Linked DNA regions of Anas platyrhynchos: region 1 is linked to region 2. Evidence: chromatin contacts called from public Hi-C data. All regions are on one chromosome and are shown on one strand. Each heading gives the region's core, a stretch centred on a gene start, on an enhancer-like site or on the middle of the called end of the contact. The rest is flanking DNA. Distances are from core to core; before and after follow the strand shown.

Region 1 (6,168 bases), core at 3,595-6,094, 81 kb after region 2:
GTCAGGCCTTTCCAGGTCTAAGGTCTAATCTTCCCTAGAAACATTGATGAAAAAACAGGCAAACCCAAACTGGTAATAAGGAAGCATCTTAAATGATGTCTTGTTCGGGAACTAACAGTATTGGCCATGTTATTTACTTGCTTGTTGGCTCATCCATTTTTCTGTCACCAAGTCTCTCAGTCGTATGCACCCTACTGCTCGTGAGGCTGTGGTCTAAGACTCTACTGGTGCACTTTAAAAGGAACTCTCTGAAGTCTTTCATTTTAAAAATGTGGATCATTTAATGGATTTGATTTAGGGCACTGCCATGTGAATGGTTAGCCTGCACAGTTACATTAAGTCAGGCTCTGGGGGAGAAAGTGGGAGTAGAGTGAAACCAAATGACTTAAACCATCTCTACTGCCAGTGGAGCATGAAGCTGAGCCCTCCACAACACCATCTGGAGGTTAAGGGAGGTGTAGATGTGCCTGCAGTACTCAGCCAGTAATTCCCATCACTTTGCTTTTGCTCACAGCTTGCTGTTTTCCCCAGGATCCTGAGCTCTTTGAGAAGGGCTTCTCCTAGCCCTTAGAGATAACTGCTACTTGGGAGCTCATCTCCATCTGAAAGCTCACTGTTAGCATTAGGCCCATAAGCAATGCTGAAAATAAAAAATTCTATAGCACAACAGATTCAATCACTTCATTTTCTTGCCTAAAGCACACGGTGATTTCTTCCCCTGTTTGGCTCTGTGGGTGGAACAGGCATTTCAGTATACACTGCCACGTTCATCACAAGGAGTTCTTCCGTGCTGGAGATATTAACATCTTTGTTATTACTGCCAGTTCTCTCCTCCCCCGTACCAAGTGGTCGTCTGAGCTAGAATTCCTTTTAAAGACAGATTCCCAGTAGTAGTATTTTCCTCCTCGAAGTGAAGATCATCTCTTTAGAGGTCAGCTCATTCTGCTTTCTCAGAATTCTGCCTCCCCCATTTTCCTTAGAAAGTCAATACTAAAGATGACATCAAAACCGCTTGCAGAAATGCACAGAAATTCTAGAAATCCATGTCATAGTCACCTCTTTGTAATCATTAACAGCTCACAAATGGTGTTTGAGTTAAAAAATTTTATGCAAGAAAAAATGTTTAACATTTAATATAAAGTCAAAGTTTGACATAGCTTATTTTTCAAACATCATTAACATCATTCTCTTCCTTTTCATCAACTGAAAATTAGAAGATCACAATTGAAAAAGTCATCCTAAATACTTTTAAAAGCCTTATAAAAACATTCATAAAGTGCCACCCACAAGAGCGCCTAAACAAGAACCTGGGAGAAATACCTAATAGGATGTTAATTTACTTAATTGCTGCTGAGGATTAAGCTGTCAAACAGCAGCACGATTTCTGGGACTGTCAATTTAACAACCATACAACCCAGCAAAAACACAATCCCATAGACAGGGCCTCCTCAGAGTATCAGCTGGGCCTACAACATAGGCAGCGTTGTGGGGGTTTAAAATAAATAGCTGCTAACACCACCTAAAACCATGAAAACTGCCAAGTGGGAGATGTGGATTCTAAGGGGAGCAATCATGTAAGGCTGTGGCCTTAGCCCAAGGGCAAAATCCTGGCAGCTTGTAGAGAAAACAGATTTCAGCTGGTTTTTACCAAGGCAAAAATCACACCCCATAGAGGAAAAAAAAAAAAAAAAAAAGCAGAAGGCACTGATCCTTGGAACGATTGTGTTCTCCCCTCTTGGCCTTGAACGTACCATACCGTAAGCACCTTTTTTTTCCCCTTGTCCCTGAAAGAGGGGCTGGGAACAGCCACCTCGCTGCAGTGAATGTGCACGAGTTCATTTGGCAGTGGCTTCCCTCTTTTCTTGTGTGCATGGGCAGTGCTCACAAACAGGCCTGCCCAGAAGAAAAGGGGACGGTCTCTGAGGGCTCCCTCCCCCCAAATCCGTGCCCCACGTGAGGTGTCCAGGTGTCTTCACAGCACCACGTAGCTGCTGCCCATGGTCCCCAGGGCCAACTACTCTGTGTGGTGTTTCTGGTGGCGCACCAGCTGGGGCTGGAAACGAAAGCATTCCCCACACTGGGTGCAGCGGTACGGCTGCTCGCCTGTGTGGATGCGGGTGTGCTTGATGAGGTTGGAGTTGCCGCTGAAGCCCCGGCCACACTGGCTACATTTGTAAGGCTTCTCACCCGTGTGGGTCCGAGCGTGATTAATGAGGTCAGAGCTCTGCCCGAAACATTTGCCACACTGCCCGCAGGAGTAAGGCCGGACACCATCGTGGGCTCGCTGGTGCTGGAGGAGGTGGGAGTGTTGGCTGAAGCATTTCCCGCAGGCTGGGCACTTGTAGGGCCGCTCGCCTGTGTGCATGCGCTGGTGCTTGATGCAGGTGGAGCTGTCGCTGAAGATCTTCCCGCACTCGCTGCACACGTAGGGTTTGAGCCCGGTGTGGATGCGCTGGTGCTTCAGGAGGTTGGAGCTCTGGCTGAAGCTCTTTCCACACTCCGTGCAGGTGTAAGGCTTCTGGCCCGTGTGGACCCGCCGGTGCTGGATGAGGTGGGAGCTTTGGCTGAAACCCTTGCCGCACTCCCCGCACAGGAACGGGCGCTCCCCGGTGTGCATGCGCTGGTGCTGGATGAGGTGGATGCTCCGGCTGAAGCCCTTGCCACACTCGGAGCAGATGGTGGGCCGCTCTGCGCGGTGGGCTCGCCGTGAGGCTGCTGCCACCCCTCTCTCTTGTCTTTTTACCAGGCTGATGGCAGAGCAAGGCAGCTTAGCCTCCTCTGCCGGCCTATAGTCACCTCGCTGTGCCTCTGAGGAGCCGCGCTGACTTCCGTGGCCATCACCCAACTGTTGGTCTCCTCCTCTGGACCCCACTGCCAACACGTCCTGCTGATCTGCGCTTGCAAAGTGGTTGCGAAGGGGATCTACCTCACCACCTGGAAAAAATGCACAAGTAATTGTGATTATTGCTTGGAGATGGCATGGCAGAGAATGGGCAAGCTCTTCTCCCAGGGAGCCTGGCCTGCACTGTGTAGGAGAAGCAGTAAAGGGAAGGACTGGGAGCAAAGCAAAATCTAGCCATAGGAGCATAGCCTCACCATGCGACACAGAGCATGTGTGCCACAAACAGCAGGATGCTATAGGTGTTTGATAGAATCACGGAATAGCCTGGGTAGGAAGGGACCTTAAAAATCATCCATCTCCAACCCCCCGGCCATAGGCAGGGATGCCACCCACTAGATCACACTGGCCAAGGCCCCCTCCAGCTTGGCTTTGAACACTTCCAGTGATGGGTCTTTCCTTGCCCCTGGGAAACCTTCATATTTTGTCTTAATACTATGTCTTCTCATACATATTTTTAACAGTACACTGACAAGGGCAGGTGGTCTGCCTGCCCTGGGGAGGAAGGAGAAGATTTCAGGATGAGTTGGATGAAATGAAGCAGTTTAAATAACTTTGAGGAAGCTCAAAGAACAATTTGCTTGCTCTGTTTGTAAACTTATCTGCTTTATTTCTCACCCATATGCATCTCTTCCAGCACCTCATGATCTTCATGATCTTGATCTTCTCCTTGGTCCATCTGGGCATTTATGTCAGGTTCAGCAATCAGGAATCCTTCTTACAAAAGCAAACAAAATTAAACTTAGTTGAATATTCAGCAAGAGTGCATCACAGAATATACCTTAAAATCTACTGCACCTGCTGAATATGGGAACAGGCATCACTTCAGGAACATATTCCCTGAACTGTGCTTCAAGCCACCAATCCTTCTTGTTTACTTATGGCTGAGCCAAAGGAAAAATACACCTCTGGACAACTATTCAAGCTCCAGATGCAATTGGCTAACTGGGCAGTCGGGCTCTGGTGTAAAAACCATGCAGTGATGGCGCCTCATTGTGGTCCACTTCATCACTAGCAGTTATTTACTGAAAGGTAATTGTTAATAAGGGATTAGATAATGCCAGAATCAAGGAGACAACTGAGACTTCTTGAACTAGAACCTTGGAGAAAGAGAACAACAAAAAACAGATGTGCAAAAAAGAAACCTTAGAAGTTAGAATAACCTGAGTTCCTGCTTTAAATATTCCCTGAATGCCGAAGGGGACTACCCCTGCAGACACATCATTTCAAGCTGTTCCAAGGTAGGGCTATCTGCAGCCTTACAGCCCTCAGGACTTTACCACTACCAAGAAACCGCTGCGACAGGTTGATGGCACAAGCCAACTCAAAGCAAGTGGACAGGGCAGAAGGAAGAGTTAGTTCCCTTCTGTTACTGGCAGGAACACATCCTTGGTGTTACTGTTTGAATGTGAAAACCAAGGCAGTACGAACACCTGTGCATGTAGGTTTGGGAGGTTACTGGATGCAACATTTATAGCTTTGCTAAAATGAGGTGGGAAGAGTGTCTGATCCGGACCTTTGGCAAACACACCGTGCCATTTGGGGTCCTTGACTTTAGTACAGTCATATAGCACATATCACAACAGCAGATTTTGTGTCCAATGACTTATTTTCTTTACCTCGGCCACTTGCAGGCGGACATTCATCCTCCGGCCGCTCAGCCCCGCAGCCCTCCTGTAGCTGTGGCTGTCTGTCCGTGTCTGTGTCTGTGCAGCCTGCGGGCACCAGGGCAGCGTGGCGCTCCATCCCTCGGGCTCCTCGGGCTCCTCGGGCTCCTGCCGCCTGCCCCCCAGGCGCTGGTCACCCCGGGGCATGCTGGCTTCGTGTCGGTGCGATGGGAGCCCCCCTCCCCACACCGAGCCGAGCCGCGCCTACCTGCAGGGCGCCCAGCGCCAACCCCGCTGCCGGCGGCTGCCGCTTCCTGCTCCGCGGCCAAAGGGCGCCGCTTCCTGGGCGGAGCAGCCGGGCCCAGCAGCGCCGAGCCTGGCTGTTTTGGGGCTGGCACGATGGGGTGGCAGGGGGGCGACTCCCAGCCCTGCCCCTCCACCCCCCCCCCGCCCCGAGTCAGGCAGGAGCTCGGGCCGAGGGGGGCTTGCGGGGGGCGGCTGTGGGAGGAGGTGGCCGGGTCTCAGGGGTGTGAGGGGAGCCCTCTTTCGTGCCATGGTGCCTTTGTTTGCTCGCTGTGGTGACATTTGGGCTTCCCTGCTGCCTTGCCGTGGGCCTGGACCGCTGCCACACTGCTGCAGTGTCATCCTACAGAAAACTACCCAGCTTTTTTAGGAGCTAAAACGCCCCAATACACAGCGTGTGCTTCGTGGTGGTGCACAAAAACTGACAGGCTCAGCACAGGAACGAGCGGTTTTCAAGGAATCTGGGACTCTTTCCTAGAAACAAAGCATAAAAAACACCCCCAAAGCCACTCAGATTTCCTTTTCACTTAAAGCGATTGTTAGCAAGGCACAAAAGCGATTTGAGTTAGTCAGAAACCTCAGTGACTGTGTGCCCTAAACAATATGGGAATTGCAATTAGGAGTGAAATGAGAAAGGTTGTTTTGTCACGCGGAGGCTTTGTTTGTTAGGTTTAAGCGTCAATTTGCATTAAAGACTTGCTGTTGGAGAAGTCTGTCTGATATGGGCTCGTTAGGCTTGCAGTCTGTGATTTCTCTGGGTCCAAACAGATGGAGAAATGGCCATCAACAAAATAAGCTGGGAATACCGAAATAGAATGAAAGGGAAAACATAGCCCCATCAGTTTGTAAAGCAGTACGACTGTCAGGCGCATTGCTGCATCCCAGTCATGTTTGCAGCACAGCACATCTGCTTAGAAATATGGAGGGTAGAGGACCAATATGTTCACAGTCAAAGTACAAATGCATAGAGACAATAGAGAGAGGAAAGTAGTCCTGCACATGAAGCTAAAGTACTGCCCATGGCTTTGACACTGATAGGAGGGGACACTGTAGGCTCAGGCATCAGCCTGCTGTCCAGCATCAGTGAAGAAAACTGCTAAATTCATTTCCAAATACGTATTGAAAAAGAGGTGATTGGAAAACCTCAGAGTGGACAAACTGTGGACAAACCCCAACTGACCACCCTGATTCCTATCAAGACATGGCTGGTGATAGGGATGAAAAGAGAACAGGGGATGTAATATACCTTGTTTCTAATAAGGCTTCTGATGGGTTACTGCATCTGCTTTGGAAACTGAGAGGCTGAAAACTTACTGGTCCTCCAGGCTCAGCCAACGTTTTAATGTCTAATTCATGACC
Region 2 (6,137 bases), core at 2,435-4,934:
CTCCTTGCAGTAACTGCTAAGGGTTTATTCACCAAAGATCCTTGCTGGAAGAAAGCAAGGGAGTATATGTAATCATAGGGGGATTTGATTGACATATGGATGTCAGAAAAGTCTCATGGTGTCCTGTCATGGAGAGGAAAGTAAATATGACCCCGCAGAAGAAATCAGTTGTTTCTGACAGATAAGGTAGAAGGGGATTCCAGACAGGAAGCTCAACTCTTTTGAACTCCTAAGGTTCTCTTGGCCTGGGGCAGTTTTAAGGTGCTCTTTTCCAAGTTGTTCTTATCTTAGGAGTAGGCTAATCCATGGATTTAGGCTGTAGACTTGCACAGAATAAACTAACATTGACTAGCTTCCCTCCCTCTCTGACAGGATGATGCTGTCACTAGGTATTTCGATGGACTTGTACAGTATGGCAAGGGCTACGAAACCCGAATACAATTTACTGGTAACGTAGAGAATGGGGACATCAGTATCACCATCAATGAAGTAACCATGGAAGACAATGGGACGTATGTATGCAGTGTTCGTCTACGGAATGACCCTCCTCGGCAGTCTGCAATCACGAGTCTTTACGTCCTCAGTAAGCATAATGGAGGCAAAAACAGATCCATTAGATAATCCACTATCCTTCTCCTAATGTCCGTACTGTTTCTTAGACCACAGATTTTCTAACAGAAAAAAACCTTTCCCAGTAAATCATAATCTTCAATTCTCTTTGGTCTTTTCCTACTACTACAGTAGTGGGTTGGAAGGCTTAAAGCACCTGACTCCCTTAAATACTTGACTGCAAAAAATACAGTTTTTAGAGTTATGTAGTTCACTTTCCTAATAATCCTTGCCTCATTACAGGTCATTCCCCACTCCCCCTGTGGCTTGTCACACTCAAGTTATCAAAGGGTGAATTGCCCAACATTATTAGAGATATCTCAGAAAACATCTTACAACTTCTTCTTGGCTGACAAGTGTCAAGAAGGGACAAAAAAAATTAGGGACAAGAGTTCACTTCAGTTCCTTTGAGAAAGTGGTAGGTATATGGCCAGCTTCTGATCATCAAGAATTGGGAAAAAAAAAAAAAAAGTTGCAGGAGACGGGTTGAAACAAAATGCTATATCTGAGTAACAAAGTTTCTGTTTTTTCCTTCTTTCAGTTGCACCATCCAAGCCAGAATGCAAGATTGTGGGCACAGCAGAATACGGCCAAACCATCAATCTAACCTGCATTTCTCATGAGGGCTCCCCAAAACCCACATACAGCTGGGAAAGCTTCAACGTACAGCATGAGCCCCGTGTACTACAAACAACAAAAGGTATGGGAATTTCTAAGTCGCCAAGTCTTTGAGTCCTCTTGTAGTTCAGGACTGGAAAGACTTTGAAATGCAAATAACAATAATAATAACAATAATAATAACAATAACAATAATAATAATAATAATAATAAAACACACTTCAATTCATTTTCTAGGAAGTTCTCTGACCAGGATTTTAAGAAGTTGCCCTTTTGGCAGCATATACTCCTAAGTAATTTAGCAGGGCAAAAAGGACTGTTACTTGAAATAACAGCAGTCACTTAGATTTTCATTTCAGCTCTTACCTGGCAAGAAAGACGTCTCATTTTGGCACTGAACAGAAATAATTACTTCTCAATTGCTGGATGTAAGGGTGGGATAGTATGAGAAATAACAACCAATTTTCTAACCGTTTTTTATATCTCCTCTCTCTTGACAATGACTTTCTAGTCATTCTTACACATTTTCTAGTGTGAAGGCAAACAAAAGTTTGCTCTGAAAGCTGCTTTCCTTTCAGAGATAACTCCTCACATAGAGGAACGGGGCATGAGAAACAGTTGCACCATTTCTGCTTTGAGGATAAAAGAGGCTTCCAAGTCTTTAGGACTGTCACACAAGCCCTAATGTTTTATTTGCTTTTGGTTTGTCAGAATCTGGAAAAAAGTATATGAATTTCCATAACAGAACCTTTGGTAGAACTATTCATACAGTAATAAGGGTTTAATAGCCTTTAAAGTGTAGCAGTGTCACAGGACTCAGATTTATTAATTCAAGCCACTTCCTTTCTTCCTGATACATACAATGTCAGAAGGACAGAGTATGTGTCTGAACCTGCCATTCCTGGTTTTAGTTATAGTAGCACTGCTAAGGAGGTAAACTAAATATGATCAGACTATAGGCTATTCAACTCTCACTAGGTGATTCTTGCATAAATTATGCAAAATATGAAACATACACAGAAACACAAACCTTATTCACTTGACTGGCCACTAAGCGGTGCCAATGCATCATGCACAGCCCTGAACACACCGTAATTTGCCGTCTCAAAGCAACAGCTGTCTGCCCATTCGTTCTGTGCTTTCCTGGGGCAGGAGCCTGTTCTGAGCCATTTCCCCACTATTTCTGTTTTCATCAGAGCACTGCTGTCCAGTAAGCATGCCTGCTGTCTCCTGCCCCCCTACTGGCTGGATGCCCTACTGTCACTACGAGCAATATGCTAAGACTTTGTGCTAAGCAAGTCCTAGTGCTGCACATTGTCCAGAATTCCCTCAGGAGCCACTCCAAAATTGACAGTATCTGACATGCATTTTCCAAAATCAACTCACCAGTCAATTACTTGTGATTTAATATAAGAGGATTTACAGCCCATTAATAGACTGCAATTCTGAGAGCTATAAACATCACACTGAAAAAAAAAAAAAAAAAGTGATGCAAGCTCGGCAGCAAGCTGAGACTAAGAAATGAAGCACGTGGAGTCTGTTATTTCTTGGTTTGCTTGCTCTTTTACTATCTGGCACTAGGCGTCAGCAAAGACTAAACAGAATCCCAGTCCCTCTCATGAGCTGGAAAGAACCAAGGATTACACAGAAAATAACTGGAAAGCCCCTCAAAAGTTTTTGGAGCCTTTAGGTTTTACAGCAGGAATCTGGACCTTTATCAGTAGATCCCAAGGAAAAAACATGGACTCTGCACAAGTGTCAGCTAGAGATGTAACAAGCAAAAACTGACTGCTCTGACAGATGGAGCTAAACTTTAATATATGGTTCTGTGCTCTGTTAGGCTGGATAGAAAATGTCTAGCATCACAGCATTTCCATGCCACTGTATTTCTTCATTTATTTTCACAGCCTGTATGTCTTCTCTCAGACTAAAAAACTGCTAGATAATTTAAATCAGAAATCCTAAGAGCTAGAGGATTGAATAACTTTTTGCCGTTTTACAAGTTAATTCATCAGATGACCACTTCTTAAAGACAAACCACTGGTTTGTGCAGTCTTATGTTTGTAGGCAAAGAGGGCTGCTGGCCATTTTCCCACTGAAAAAAAGCTTTCACTAAGCATACATACTTATTTCCCCTCTACCTACAGTTTTCTTTCTAAAAACAATGTTCAAATGCCACATTCCCTGTGATCAAAACAGCACACTTTGTCCTTCCACAAATCACACGAAATTCCACTAGCGTGGAAACTCCCGAGCAAGATGGAGCAATCCATCAGCTTTAATAACTTCTCATCGCTCCTACCTTCCTGTGCTAGAATTGAAGGGTTGCTGTTCCCATTTCCTTCCCTGTTGTAATTCTTTTCCTGACTGGGTTTGTGTTTCACAACAGGGGAGCAAATAACTCTGAAGAACATCTCAGCGGATACATCTGGCTTTTACATCTGCACTTCAACAAACATTGTGGGAAAGGAATCTTGCAACATGACGGTCAGCGTTGTGCCACGTAAGAGACTAAGTTGCTTATTGGAATAATAGTGCCAGAGGATATATTCAATCTAAATGTGAAAGCTTTAGCAAAGACAGTGTAAACAAAATTATAAAATTATGCTTTCTTGAGGGGAGATCCTAAAAGGCAGCCCTGAGGAGTGCTAATGACCAGGGTGGGCTAACGGGGCTTATTGACAGAGCTTTAAACTAGTTTTGAAGAGGGAAACAACACTTGGTTCTACACCAATGCATGCAGCATGAGGAGCAAGCAAGAGGCGCCAGAAACCTTGGCCCAGTCCAGAACTACGACATCACTGGCATAAGCAAAACCTCGTGGGAAGAGTCCTGTGGCTGGGGTGTTAATGAAGGATGGTTACAGACTCTTCACAAGGGATTGGCAGGGCAGGTGAGGCGGGGTGGTGGTGCTGTATATAATGGTGAGGCTGGGCTGTATGGAGCTTGCAGTTGGCAATGACACAGTTGAAAGCCTTTGAGTAAGGATTAAGGGACAAGCAGATAAAGGGGATGTCATTGTGGGAGCCTACTATAGACCTCCTAGCCAGGATGAGGACACCAATGAATTACTCTGTAAGGATCTAAGAGATACCTCTAGATCAGCCACCCTTGTCCTTATGGGTGACTTCAACTTGCTAAGCGTAAACTGGGAATACCACACAGCTGATGCAAACAGGTACCGGAGATTTCTAAAACACATTAGTGATAAATTCTTGATACAGGAACTAAGGCGGCCGACTAGGAAAGGTGTCCTTCTAGGTTCATTGTTTGTAAACAGAGAGGCTGTCGTGGGTGGAATGGTGATTGGTGGCTCTCTTGGCCATAGTGACCATGAGGTAGTCAAATTTAAAATCTGTGGTGGTAGGAGGAGAACTGCCACCAAAACTTCAACCCTAGATTTGGGTCAGCATAACTCAAGCTGCCCAGGGAACTTGGTAAAATCCCCTGAAAAACTGCTCTTGAAAGTGCTTTGTCCATCAGTACTGGTCAGTTTTAAAGTGCCACCTCTTAAGAGCACAGGTGCAGGCAATTCCAAAATATCAAGCAGGTGGGGCAGAAGGCGGGCTTGCCTAAGCCTGGATCTTGTTCTAGAGATTAGGTGAAAAAAGAAAGCATATGGATGCCAGAAGCAAGGTCAGGCAACACAGGAGGACTACAGAAATGCTGTTCGCCATTGTAGAGAGAAAATTTGTGCATCCAAAGCCCAATTATAGTTGCAGCTGGCCAGTGCTGGGGGGACATTTTTTTTTAAATACGTTAAAAGCAAAAGGAGGACCAGAGATAACACTGGTCTGTTACTTGATGAGGATGGTCACCTCACAAACAGGAACACAGACAAAGCAGATATGTTTAATGCCTTCTTCACCTCTGTCTTCACCACTGATGATGGGCCCTGGGACCCCAGAAGCCCTGAGTTGGAGAACCGTGACTGTGGTAATGATAAACTCCCAACCAACCCTGAATCTGTGCAGGATTTGCTGCTGCAACTAGATGCATTTAAATCTATGGGGCCTGATGGGATTAATACCAGGGTACTCAGAGAGCTGGCTGATGTCATTGTGAAACCTCCCTCAACTTTTTTTCAGTGGTCTTGGGAATCTAGCAAGGTCCCAGTCAACTTGAAGCTGGCAAAAGCTGTTCCAATTTTCAAGAAGGTCAAAAAAGAAAAGTCCTGATAATTACAGACCTGTTAGTCTCACTTCAGTACCTTACAAAATTATGGAGAAGAGTGTTCTGGGAGTTACTGAAAAACACCTGAAAGACAATGCAGTCATTGGTCACAGCCAGCATGGGTTCATTAGGGGAAAGTCTTGCTTAAGGAACTTAATTTCCTTTTATGACAAGATTACCCACGTAGATGACTGAGGGAAGCCCACTGATGTAATCTTTTTGGGTTTCAGTAAAGCTTTCCATGCTGTTTCTCACAGCATCCTTCTGGACAAAATACCCAGCATACAGCTAGACAAATACATAATGTGGTGGGTGAACAACTGGCTAATGGGTTGGGCTCAAAGGTTTATAGTAGATGGGGTTACATCAGGTAATAAGTTTAACAAGAGCAAGTGCGGGATCCTGCACCTGGGAAGGGGCAACCCTGGATATACATACAGACCAGGGGATGAGAGGCTGGAGAACAGCCCCATGGTGAGGCATCTGGAGGTTCTGGTTAACGAGTAGAAGCCAGCAGTTTGCCCTGGCAGCCAAAAGGGCCAACCATACCCTGGGGTGCATCAGGCACAGCCTTGCTAGCCAGTCAAGGGAAGGGATTGTCCTGCTCTGCTCTGGTGTGGCCTCACCTCAAGTACTGCATGCAGTTTCAGGCACCACAATATAAGGAGGACATAAAACTATTAGTATCCAGAAAAGGCTACAAAGATGGTGAAGGGCCTAGAGGACAAAGTGTATGA

What was found. Hi-C and Micro-C count contacts between places; a contact is called where the count stands out from the background.
Region 1: a contact with region 2 is called in a Hi-C map of subcutaneous adipose tissue, with 2.3 times the contacts expected there. The contact joins the promoter of LOC101794005 here to the enhancer-like site in region 2. A contact is called at or near these places in 3 of 8 Hi-C or Micro-C datasets (liver, skeletal muscle and subcutaneous adipose tissue).

The regions. Positions count from the first base shown.
Region 1 is chr1:96,846,435-96,852,602 of IASCAAS_PekinDuck_T2T, forward strand. LOC101794005 reads right to left here and starts at 4,845. Exons shown (of 3, transcript XM_038184141.2): 1 at 4,519-4,845; 2 at 3,518-3,613; 3 at 1,090-2,934. The coding sequence starts at 4,645. The coding sequence ends at 2,015.
Region 2 is chr1:96,766,392-96,772,528 of IASCAAS_PekinDuck_T2T, forward strand. It overlaps GPA33 (glycoprotein A33), which reads left to right. Exons shown (of 7, transcript XM_005017662.6): 3 at 373-583; 4 at 1,151-1,309; 5 at 3,617-3,730. Among named protein-coding and RNA genes, the nearest start is that of GPA33, 8.4 kb to the left of the region's middle. Within about 2 kb of position 3,685, at least 1 of the 8 cell types and tissues checked has an H3K27ac peak or open chromatin away from gene starts, as enhancers often do. A contact at or near this core is called in subcutaneous adipose tissue, where this site is marked.